Linked DNA regions of Sus scrofa: all the other regions are linked to region 4. A link is a contact called in public Hi-C and targeted proximity ligation data. All regions are on one chromosome and are shown on one strand. The core of a region is the stretch at or near the end of the contact, and the rest is flanking DNA. Distances in the headings are between cores, read along the strand shown. Region 1 overlaps RBFOX2 (RNA binding protein, fox-1 homolog (C. elegans) 2). Region 2 overlaps LOC100518305 (apolipoprotein L6). Region 3 has its middle 200 kb from the start of RBFOX2. Region 4 has its middle 75 kb from the start of RBFOX2.

The links. A called contact is a pair of places that touch in the nucleus more often than the background predicts.
Region 1: a Hi-C map of liver shows a contact between it and region 4, with 14 times the contacts expected there. A contact is called at or near these places in 1 of 47 Hi-C or Micro-C datasets (liver) and 1 of 2 datasets of targeted methods (skeletal muscle).
Region 2: a targeted proximity ligation map of skeletal muscle shows a contact between it and region 4. A contact is called at or near these places in 3 of 47 Hi-C or Micro-C datasets (embryonic fibroblasts, epiblast stem cells and liver) and 1 of 2 datasets of targeted methods (skeletal muscle).
Region 3: a targeted proximity ligation map of skeletal muscle shows a contact between it and region 4, with 3 times the contacts expected there. A contact is called at or near these places in 14 of 47 Hi-C or Micro-C datasets (adipose tissue, alveolar macrophages, embryonic fibroblasts and 10 more) and 1 of 2 datasets of targeted methods (skeletal muscle).

What each region holds. Positions count from the first base shown.
Region 1 is chr5:11,867,338-11,870,290 of Sscrofa11.1, forward strand. All of the region lies in intron 4 of RBFOX2 (RNA binding protein, fox-1 homolog (C. elegans) 2), which reads left to right. Among named protein-coding and RNA genes, the nearest start is that of RBFOX2, 60 kb to the left of the region's middle.
Region 2 is chr5:11,919,007-11,921,941 of Sscrofa11.1, forward strand. It overlaps LOC100518305 (apolipoprotein L6), which reads right to left. Exons shown (of 6, transcript XM_003126069.6): 5 at 1,788-1,885; 6 at 1,113-1,382. The coding sequence ends at 1,349. Among named protein-coding and RNA genes, the nearest start is that of SYN3, 97 kb to the right of the region's middle.
Region 3 is chr5:11,603,317-11,606,416 of Sscrofa11.1, forward strand. No RefSeq gene overlaps it. Among named protein-coding and RNA genes, the nearest start is that of RBFOX2, 200 kb to the right of the region's middle.
Region 4 is chr5:11,732,264-11,735,314 of Sscrofa11.1, forward strand. It overlaps a transcript of RBFOX2 not described here. Among named protein-coding and RNA genes, the nearest start is that of RBFOX2, 75 kb to the right of the region's middle.

The sequences.
Region 1 (2,953 bases), core at 289-2,788, 140 kb after region 4:
GGCCCTAAAAGGACAACAAAATAAAAATAACATATCTACAGAATTACATATACCTCCTGCCCCCATCTCTGCTAATGAAAATGTGTGCACTTTTCTAATGCTCCTGACTATTATTCCCTTCCTTTATAGAATGCATCAACACTAAAAGTGTTTAATTCTGACTGTAATCATTATTTGTTAATTATTAAAGAGGTAATTATACCCTAAGCTTCCAGTTTTCAGTTAAAACAAAAAAAAAATAATATGCTTATACAGAATTTTCTCCAGCACTTAACTTGGTAAGTATTTTTAAAGTGACATCTATTCAAGCTGTAACCAGTAAAACAATTTATACTTGTAATTTCCTCACAATGGATTTCTGTTCCTTTGTTGAATAGTTTGCTTTTATTTTTTACGACCTTTTTAGATACAAGATAGAAAAATAACAATGGTTTAGAGATGAGAAGCACATGAATGTGAAATCAGGAAAATTATTGACCACACTGTTTATCTTAAACTGATAGTTAAAATATTTTTTGTTTTAAGTGTATGTGTCTGGAATATTCTTAGTGAGACTAACAACCGGAAGCCCAGTATAATTCCATCAGGCATTGAGGACTTGCTCCTTACCAAGAAAATAATTTGATTGAATTCTTGTGAAGCAAAGGAAATTGATCTTTCTAAGGCTTCTTCCATTGACTTCAAGGATTTGCCTACTACCCAAAATTTTTTAATTTACCCAATTCAATTGCTTCTCCCCTGTAATTTTCTTTTTAAATGACACAAGCCTTCCTTTTCTCTTTTCTCAAAACCCAGAGTATATGCTGCTTCTCTCAGCTTGATGCTGTGTCCTCACTGCCCCTTTTTCTTTGGGCTGCTGAAGGGTAGTCAGACCATGTACTAATTGGAAAATGTTTTTAGAACAAAGTACAGAATTCAGAATTACCTTCCAGAACTGGTACAAAACCTGACTTCATCTTTGCCCTTCTTAACTGTTATCTAAAGTTCTTTGCTGGAATGGGCTAGAGATTAATTTTGGCATCAAAACCTAGATGCCCCTTCTGGAATCCACCTAAGATAAATTAATGAGTATTTTTCTTTTTGTAAATTAAGTTTAGTTTCTCGTTTCTTTTGTGTCTAAAATTACAGTATGTCTTGAAAGGAATCAGAGAAGAAGAGACTCCTGTGGTTCCATTGTTAAGAATTGCTCACTCTTGGAGGGTTTTTTGGCTCAGTAGGTTAAGGATCCAACATTGGCACTGAAGCAGTGGCATGGATCTGACCCCTGGCCCAGGAACTTCCACATTCCACGTGCCTCAGGCATGGCCAAAAAAAAGAATTGCTCAGTCTTAACAGAGTGCTTTTCTGTACAGAAATTAGCTTTATTGAATTTTTTTTTGAAACAGTAATGGAAAAGCCAAGTTTTTAGAGATAAGTAATATTTACAGTAGAACAGTTTTTAACCAAATAAATGACCACAAAACAAAAAGCAATCCTTTGTTACACCATGTCTTATTCTGATGAAATTCTTGGCCCTGGTTTTGAGATGATACTCGGTTGTACACATAAGTGAACACTGTTTTTCTGCCCTGCCCTTTCCTTCCCCGCCTGTGGTGTTCTACCTTCCAGCTTGCCTGGAGAGTAGATTTTCTGTGCTCCAGGAGGTGGTCGTTTCTCTGTTGTTGACTATTTTCCTTCTTTCTTCTTTGACCTTCATATTCCAAATTTTATTTTTATGGAGTGAATTTAAATCATTTATGTGCACATGTGTATATAGATATATAAATTATTTCATGTGATTTTTGAAAATCATCTTTTTACTCCCCACTCCTTTATAAAAAACAATCAGCCATTTAATTTTTCTTTGATTAACTGAAGCAAAATAGACCATCTTTTTGAAAATGTTCAGTTAAGATATGTGATGAAAAATGGCACCCCTAACAAAAAATTAACTAACATATTCAAATAGAATCTAGGAAAATGGGAGATCCCGTCGTGGCTCAGTGGGTAATGAATCCAACTAAGAACCATGAGCTTGAGGGTTCGATCCCTGGCCTTGCTCAGTGGGTTAAGGATCCAGCGTTGCCGTGAGCTGTGGTGTAGGTTGCAGATGCGGCTCAGATCCCTCGTTGCTGTGGCTCTGGCATAGGCTGGTGGCTGCAGCTCTGATTAGACCCCTAGCCTGGGAACCTCCATATACCATGGGAGCAGCCCTAGAAATGGCAAAAAGACCAAAAAAAAAAAAAAAAAAAAAAAAGAATCTGGAAAAATGACTATACAGCTATGCATAGCTTTATTGATTTTCCAGATTGCACCGGTCATGACAAAGTATTAATACAAACAGTAAGAAGATACTGTAGAGAGAGCAGCCATATACCCTCATTTATCCTACATAGTTCCCAGTTTATACCTGTTGCCATAGCATAATTATTAATAATATCCCCTCTCTCCCTCAAAGTGCCCTAGTTTGAACAATAAATTATATTGCCACTCTCCTTGTAGATCCTTTGAGTAACAACTTTTCAAAAGCACTTTTTAAGGAAGCATTATAAAAAAAGACAAACATGAATTAGAAATAGGAAGGAAAAAAGCATGCACAATTCATTAAGGAGAATATTCACAATATTCTCGTGCATTTCCTTCCAGTCTTTCTTCTCAGAGTCTTAAACAGAACCCTAAACAGTGGTCACCTTGTTTAATAACCAGGACTCTTCACTGTGTATTCTCTGCTGGATACTTTTTTTGTATTCTTTTTTTTTTTTCAATTTTATGATTATTGTTTCCATTATAGTTGATTTACAGTGCTCTGTCAATTTCTACTGTATGGCAAAGTGACCCAGCCATATATATATATCACATTATCCTCCATCATGTTCCATCACAATCTGCTGGATACTTTTAGGGACAGAGAGTTTATTCCGTTGTTGAAATTCAGACCTTTCACCATCCTGTTCATTATCACTCAGTCCTATAA
Region 2 (2,935 bases), core at 310-2,809, 190 kb after region 4:
ACATACGAGGGTGCTGAGGCCATGGTGCCTGAACCTGGCTGCAAGCCTGTTTGAGAAATGGAAAGACAGATGCCTGATGACATCATTTTCATCCTCTGGATCCAGGCACGCCTGAAGCCCACGGTTGCCTTAAGCTTTTTAAGTACATGAACCAATAAATTCCTTTCTTTTGCAGAAGCTAGTTTGAGCTGACTTTGGCTACATAACAAAGTGATGACTAATATATGTCCAACTAAAATATTATGTATGTACAGTCAGGAGAGTATTTTGCAACATAAAGAAAAAATGTCTATAAAAACTAAGGAGGAGTTCCCGGCCTGGCACAGTGGAAACAAATCTGACTAGGAACCACAAGGTTTCGTGTTCAGTTCCTGGCCTTGCTCAGTGGGTTAAGGATCCAGCGTTGCCATGAGCTATGGTGTAGGTCGCAGACGAGGCTCAGATCTGGTGTTGCTGTGGCTGTGGCGTAGGCCAGCGGCTATAGCTCTGATTTGACCCCTAGCCTGAGAACCTCCATATGCTGCAGGTACGGCCCTAAAAAGGAAAGAAAGAAAAGAAAGAAAGAAAGGAAGGAAGGAAGGAAGAAAGAGAGAGAAAGACAGACTAAGTGAAAGGTGGAATGGTAGAAAATATTGTTCAGTGAAAACAGCAAAGTTACAGATCTGTAAGCAAATGAGAGAATTGAGAATGAAAGAGAAAGAAAATTCAGTGGGTTACAAAAAAAAAAATCTATTTCACCGGGCAGCCTTGGGTGGGTGGGTGGGTGCTGTCCCCAGCAGGCAGTGACATCCAAAGCAAGCAAAAGAACAGCACAGGAAGAAAGTTCTATGCCAAAATTCCAGCCATTGTCATCCTGGATTGGGACGCTGTTTCCACCCCCAGTCCTTCCTTCCTTCTTTCTTCCTTCCTTCCTTTTTTTTCTTTCTTGTCTTTCTTTCTCTCTCTCTCTCCCTCTCTCCCTTCCTCCCTCCCTCCCTTTCTTTCTTTCTTTTTTGGCCAAGCCCTCGGCATATGGAAGTCCCTGGGCCAGGGATCGAACCTGTGCCACAGCAGCAACCAGAGCCACTGCAGCCACAACACCAAAACCTTAACCCGTTGCGCCACAAGAGAACTTCTAACCCCATCTTTACTTTCCTAAATTTTAAAGTTGCATTTCATCAGCCAGGCACTACTTTCAAAATAGTGGCTGAAACAGAGAAGAAAAAATAGGTGTGAGATGGGCGACTGGGGCCAGGAGAGTTCCTGCAGCTTCCGAGGTCCTGAGAAGTTTCGAGAACTTGGGTCCTGGGGACGATGGAGGAGTTCCTTCCTGAGCAGAATCTGATCGAGCAGGTGTGAGTGACATCTTTTATGGGCAAACCCAGGATCTTCTCCAGCCATTACTGCCCAGGTGCAGGAGGAGGATGGAAAGGCAACAGGGGGTGAGTTGATATAAAAGAGAGCAGGCAACAAACCCTTCATCCAGGAACCCTTCTGTCTCGGGTCACCACTTACCGTCGAGCCCGGCGTCAAAGGATGCATGTTGAACACCCACTAGCGACGGGCGACTGGCAGTGCACGCAAGTGCATGCGAGGCCAGAGGGGTGAAGGGAATGAGTCACAGGAAGGAGGGAGGGGACAGGCCGACCTCCACTAAGTGACAGTGACACTCTCTAGCTAACAGCGCCCTTAGGCCCCCATGGACCTCCGTCCAGCCACCTCCTCTGCCAGCCTTGCCCATCCCCCACCTGGCCCCCTTGTATCCCCTCAGCGGCCCCTGGGCTCAACTGTCTTGTCCTCTCTGTCACCTGGGATCCTGCTTCCCCACGCCTGGCCGGGGGCGAGACACAGTCCCCGTGGTTCCCTCCAAAGCGGAGCTCAAAGGCTTTTCTTCCTGCGAGAGTTTCTGGAAAGAAACAGAAAAACCAATCAGAGGAAAGCTTCTGAAGGCTCCCGGGTGGCAGGGTGTGGCGATCCAGGCTCGGAGGTCAGGCTCCCCGGCTGGTATCCTGACTCTCCCTGCACGTGGCTGCCAGCACTTGGCAAATTCCATAAGCTCCCTGTCCCAACAGAGCCCCACACGCCGGGGCTCAAGCAACAGAAATGTCTTTTCGCAGAGTTCTGGAGGCTGCCAGCCCCAGATCCAGGCACCGGCTGATTCAGCTCCTGGGGAGGGCTCTTCCTGGCTTGCCGCCTTGTCCCCATGTGGCCTTTCCTCTGCACTGGTGCAGGCAGAGAGAGAGCTCTGTGTTTCCTCCTCCTCCTCTTTTTTTTTTAAATTTTTATTTATTTATTTATTTTTTGGCTTTTTAGGGCCCCACCCACAGCATACAGATGTTTCCAGACTAGGGGTCGAATGGGAGCTGCAGCTGCCGGCCACAGCCACAGCCACAGCAAAGCGGGAGCCCAGCTGTGCCTACGACCTACACCCCAGCTCACGGCAATGCCGGATCCTTAACCTGAGCCAGACCAGAGATCGAACCCCCATTCTCATGGTTGCTAGTCAGGTGCATTACCACTAAGCCACAGCAGGAACTCCCTCCTCCTCCTTTTCAAGGACACCAGCACCCTAGGTTAAGGGCCCTGCCCCCACAACTTCATTCAACTCCAATCACCTCCCAAAGGCCTGGTCTCCAAAACCTCAGCTTGGGGCTTAGAGCTGCCACATCTAAATGTTAAGGGGATGAATTCCAGTCCATGACCCTCCCTGTGGCTCAGTGTCCTCTTCTGTGCAACCCGGAAGACCCTCTTCCCAGCACGTGGACCTCAAGGAGCACCGAGGGAGACGCAGACACCAGCAGGCCTGCCCAGGACCTGTGTCACTGTCTCCAAGATGATCTGTTTGGACCTCCAGGGCCACCGGACACCCCCCATCTTCAGGAAACATCCATGCAAACTCCACACACACCGGATTCCTCATCCCCCTTCCCACAAACCCGGGGCCCATAAGCTCCAG
Region 3 (3,100 bases), core at 150-2,649, 130 kb before region 4:
ATGGCAGCTAGCCATTGGAGGGGACGCCCCCTGAAGCATGTCCTAGGGAGGGGTGTGATCACCCATCCTCACAGGCCTCTACGTGGTCTTTGTTCACTGCATCATTCGGGATTCAACAGGGGAAACATGACCAGTAGGATATTGAGAGATGTATTGCAAGGAATTGATTTATGCAGTTGTGGGAGCTGGTAGGCATGCCCAGAATCTCTAGGGCAGGTTGTCAGGAAGGCAGGGACTCTCAAACATGAGCTGCAACTGCGGTCCATGGGTGGAATTTCTTCTTCAACGAAGCTTCAGTTCTGCTCTCAAAGCCTTCCCAGGAGTTCCCATTGTGGCTCAGCGGGTTAAGAACCTGACTAGTACCCATGAGGATTCGGGTTCCGTCCCTGGCCTCCCTCAGTGGGTTAAGGATCCTGTGTTGCTGCAAGCTGTGGCACAGGTCACAAACACGAGTGGATGTGGCAGTTGCTGTGGCTGTGGCCTAGGCCTCAGATGCAGCGCTGATTCCAACCCTAGCCTGGGAGCTTCCATATGCCACAGATATGGCCCTTCAAAGGAAAAGACGAAAAGTAAACTGATTGTAGATTAATCATTATCTATGAAATACTTCACACCAACACCTAGTGTTTGATCAACTGAGCCCATAGCCTCCCCTGAGACATAAATCGGACCACAACGGTCATCATTTCAACCTGTGTTCCTCCCGGCCAGCCTCCGGGGGGTGGGGGCCTCAGGCCAGAGGGCCTCCTCACAACCAGCTCCCGGTGAGGAAGAGCGGGCCTGCAGGGCCACCTCGCCTGGACTTGAACCCTGCTCTGCCCTCAGTAGCTGTGGGACATCGGGCAATCACTTAACCTCCCCAAGCCTGACTGTGAAATGGGGCTGATAGCAGTATCTGCCTCATACCGTTGCTGTGCGGATCAAAGGCGCAGGCATATGTGAAAAGTGCTTATAACAGTGGCCCACAGGGAACGGTCAGTAAATAGTCTCTCCTCCTGCTCCCTCCCCGTGCTGGATGCTGGAACTCTGGGGTCTCAGATCTCCAGCTTTCAGAGGGAGCTGTAGATTTCCCTGCCCTGAGCGCCTGGAGAAGGAGACAGTGAAGCACATGGGCCGCTCACCCTCAAACCCTTCCTGGCAGCATCCCCCCCCCCCCCCCGCCCGCGCCGCGCCCCATCCCACCTCGGAAGAAATAGGGGAAACGGATAGGAAACAACCTTTCGGATCCCTGGCCGCTTTACTATGGTTCAGAGGGTAACACAAAGGGAAGCCGTTTCCTCTCCCTCTCATTCAAAAGGTACCGTTTGGACGGGCTTTCCGGGGCTCCCGCGCCTCCTAAGCAGAGCGGAGCCCCAGCACCTCTTTACGCAGCGGGAGGGAGCCGGCAGCCGACGGCCTCTAGGGGGCGCTCCGCCCGCAGGCAGCGCGCGGGCCGCGACTCCAGCATGTGTCCGCACCCCTGCGCGTTCTTGGAAAATGCAAGGAAAACGCGGCGCTCCCAGTAATGAAATGGGTAGGGACCTCCAGAGCTTGCGATTCGGGGTAATACTGCGGTCGCGGTTTCATTTGCATGGACAGCCGAGGGGACGCCGGTCACGTGACCGTCTCGTTTCCTAGCCCGGCTGGGAGTTCTTTGGAGCCAGGCTTGTTCGACCTCTGCCCGCCTCACTTTAGTCCCAGAATAAAAAGGTCTTTAGATTGATCGTGCCTCTCTCCCTTTTTCCTGATGTAGCTTCTTTTGGCCTCTGCAGACCACTCTGTGATGTCTGACTGGAAGGCAGCCCTTGTGAGTCCCCAGGGTCTGATGTTTTCAAGGACTCTGTGGTTAAATCACCCGGGGATCACCAGGCCTTGCCTCTCCGTTAATGAGGCTTAATTTGAGCCGCAGTGACTGACACTGGCCAGGGCAGACTGGAGGGATAGCAGAAGATCGGGATAAAAAAACCAACACCTCTTAGGATTTTGTTAAAAATATTTTCCCCTTTACCAACTCCCCAGCCAGGGCTTTTGGACCAAACTGGTGTCCTCAGATTCCAGCTCTGCCTGGAAGGTCAACAGACAGCCCCTGGTCCCCTGACCCTATGGGCCTTTCAGTGAGTTCATCAGAAACTGCATGCACCTCGGGCCCCAAAGGCCCCCACCATGCATGAAGACAGGGAGGCTGGGGTCAGGGAAGGAGCCTAAGTTTTAGAAACAAGCAAACCTGAGACCAGGGCACCGATCTTGTTTCTGTTTATACACAGGACCCTGGTTAGTTCTTAAGTTCTGTGAGCCTTGGTTTTCCCAACTGTAAAATAAGCAGGTCTGGGGTAGCGGAAATCGGGTCTATTTTGGGGCACATTAAGCTTGATGCCCACTTGACCATCAGCCAAGACTAAAAAGAATACAGATGAAAGTGATGCTTGCTGAGGTAGGAATAATGGTAGGGCAGGGGTGGATAATCAGCACATCCTGACATTTCTACTTCTGGAATATTCCTTCTCCAAATCCTTTCCTCTCCCATCCCGGTTGCTACACTCATTATTCTCTCCTCATCACGTTTCATTCCCTGGCTGGAGTACCTGCCTGCAACCTGGTTCCACTTTCACCTGGCTTCCACATTGCTTCTAGAAGGATCTTTTGAGAACAAAATCTCTTCTCTTGTTCCAATTTGCTGCTGACTGCTCTTTGCTTGCATTAATCAAATGTTTCGTCCTTAGATTCTCTTTGCAATCTTTTTTTTTTTTTTTGTCTTTTTGTCTTTTTGTCTTTTTTAGGGCCGCACCCACGGCATATGGATGTTCCCAGGCTAGGGGTCCAATTGGAGCTGTAGCCGCCAGCCTACACCAGAGCCACAGCAATGCGGGATCTGAGCCACATCTTGGACCTGAATGGTTACTGTATTAGATATTAAAAGTGGAATTCCCTTGTGGCTCAGTGGGTTAAGGATCCAGTATTGTCACTGTAGTGCCTCAGGTCTTGCCATAAACACGGCCCAAAAAAGAGAAAGGAATGAAAAGTAAGAATATTTTAAATACTTTTATATTAATTTTAAAGAAAAGTAGAGGGAGTTCCCATCATGGTTCAGTGGAAACGAATCCGACTAGGAACCATGAGATTG
Region 4 (3,051 bases), core at 13-2,512:
TCAGGAACACTGGGAAACCAGCTGTGGAAGGAAGGACAGTAAAGTCATAATGGAGCAGGAATAGACTCTAAGATTCAGCAAAGCTACCACCCAGCCCAGCAGCCCAGCTATCTTGGGAAAGGGGAACAGGAGGTGGATAGGAAGGAGCAAGGGCAGGGGAGGGTCAGGAGAGTCAGCTCTCCCTCATTAAATGTCGCTTCCTAAAGGAGGTTGTAATTCCTTCGAGGCCTCTTTTAACAGATTTATTGAGATAGAAATTTTGTGTTTTTTTTGTCTTTTTGTCTTTTCTGGGGCCGCACCTGCGGCATATGGAGGTTCCCAGGCTAGGGGTCTAATCAGAGTTGTAGCCACCGGCCTACATCACAGCCACTGCAACGCCAGATCTGTGCCAAGTCTGCAATCTACACCACAGCTCACGGCAATGCCGGATCCTTAACCCGCTGAGCAAGGCCAGGGATCAAACCTACAACCTCATGGTTCCTAGTTGGATTCGTTGACCACTGAGCCACGATGGGAACTCCTGAGAGATAATTTGGTATTCTACAATTCACTCATTGAAAACACACAACTCGGTGGCTTTTTTAGTATGTTCTTGGAGTCTTTGTCATGCCAAAAAGACGCCATGTACCTCTTGGTCATCATTTTCTGATTCCTCTGTCCTCCTCGGCCCCCCAAACTCTAGGCAACCATGGTCTACTTTCTCTCTCTATAGATTCTTCCTGTTCTGGATATTTCATATAAATAGACTCAATATAATGTGCAGGGTGTTGTTTCTGTCCTCTTTTGCTGAGCAGAATGTCTTCAGGGCCCCTTCATGTTGTAGCATTTATCAGGACTTTATTCTTTTTTGTTGCTAAATAATATTCTGTTGTATGGACACATCATATTTTTACTTTTATAAATAAGAGAAAGGAAAAGAGAAGAGGAAGGGAAGAGAAAGCTAAAGGGAATGAGACAAGTAAGAATCCTTCCCAATTTAAAGTGGACGGAATAGGCCCTGCTGTGAGAAGCAAACCCATCATCCCTCTTGAGGACTTGTAACCAAAGGCAAAGGTAAATAGGACACTTGGCATCTGTGGCTTCATGAGCCATTTGTAGCCCAGTGGCAGCTCTTGTGACCTGGACGTGTGCAGCATTCAGGGAGCTCATTGTGCACATCTTGTGTGTTGGCCAGTGTCATTGCCCCTACAATACCTCGTGTGGAAATGGAGAGGCCTTTGCTGATCTAATCTGGATACATTTCCCTTGGTTACTGCAGCTCTGTGTCCCCAGAGAGTCCTCGCTAAAGAGCTGCCAGTTTGTTGAGTGCTGGCAGCTGCAAGATTATTCCTGACTGTCCGATTTGTTCAGTGGAGATGACACCCATCTTTCAGGTCCTGATCCATTGGCCAGAAATAGCAACCGTCATTCCCATATTTTTGGAATGAGTGCTTACCCTAAGGTCCCCTGTCCGTCCTTCTCAGCGTAGTGTTCAGAGGGCCCTTTTAGCTAGCCATGTGCCCTTCCGGGCTCCAGGTAGCTTTACTGTGGTCCCGTTGCTTTCTCTTGCTTTCTTTCCTGGTTTACCTGCCAAGGAACAGAGAGTCCTGACCTTCATGAAATGAATGGTCAGGGTTAGGGCTGTTAGTTGCAGCACCTTTCAGCGTGTGGCTGGCTTTCCACTGTGTCTGAACTTTCAGGATAGTTCAGAGAGTGGCTTGTTATCACTTGTCCTAATCCCCTGGCTCTTCTGTGGCACGTCTCCCCTAACGCGGGAACAAGAACCAGGGTAGGCATCAGAGGAGGTGTGGCCCTCAGGTCGTAAATCAGGTGTCAGAGCTGGATTTCGTCACGGTGCCCTTGTGCTGCAGGTGGGGAAACTGAGTCCAGAGAGGTGAGGTGACTTACCCAAGGCTTATATTCGTGGAGCTCTTGCCAGTGGCAGAGCTGCGTGTGTGACACCAAGCCCTTACTCTCAGTTCAGTGCTTTTCCTTAGTGTGACACTGTGACCTGGTGGATGCACTCATGATTAGAGGGCGGCTTAGGCTCGCTCCACGCCATCAGCAGCGTGGGCTTTAAGGTGTATGTGAGGCTTTGACGGGTGGGGGCTGTGATGGGGAAAATCTAGAAGCGAGAAAGAGCGAGAGCACCGGTGGATGAGTTTGGGTGCCACCAAGGGAAAGAACCCAGCTCCTTGGGCCTTCCCCAGGGCGCCGTGTCCGAGGGGCGTACGTGCTTTTGATTACATGGTTGTGATTCCTGAGAGCCCCGGGTCTGCTTGCCAGGAAATCTGTATGCTGCTGCTCCCGCCCAACAAACGGTCGCCCTGTGGTGCCTGCCTGGAAAGGTTTGCGTGTGGCTGTGGCTCTGTGCACGGGCTGACTTTGGCCTGATGGGGCCTCGCCTCCCAGCACGCCTGTGCCAGGACCCTGACCCAGCCATGCAGTGTGACCCAAACTGCTGGGACCAGGACTAAAAGCAGCGCCTCCCTGCACAGTGGAACACAAGCTGCGTGGAAGTTCCCTGCTGAGACCCCCCCCCCAGAACTGTCCCCTCCTCCTCATCACTTCGCTGTCGCTTCTGAGTCACATCCTCTCTCAGCCCTGTGTGCTCCGCATGGGAGGTTGTGTCCGTCACTCTCCCCTGCTCAGCAGGTAGAAAGCCATCTTTGGCATATTCTCGTGTTGTGACGGGCTGGGCAAGGGGCAGAACCGCTCATACTGTTGACAGCTGGCAGCGTGATTTCTCTTCAGAAGTTGTTTCATAGGCCTCAGTGATAATTTATCGTGACAGCCACTGTTTATTGAATGCTTACCGCACATGAGTGCTGTGCTGAGTACACGTGTACACACCCCCTCAGTTCCTCACCATTCCTCCAGCTCTCCCTCTCAGGCAGACGGAAGAAGCCGAGTCTGAAGCATCTGAGCTTTGGGGAGGTCTGGGTCACAGAGCTGGAAAGCGGTGGAACAGGTATTTAAACTGAGGCCTGTCTGACACTGAAGCCTGTGTTTTTAATAACCACGCGGAACCTCCTTGAGTAGTTAATTTGCTGAACATTCCTGCGAAAGGGA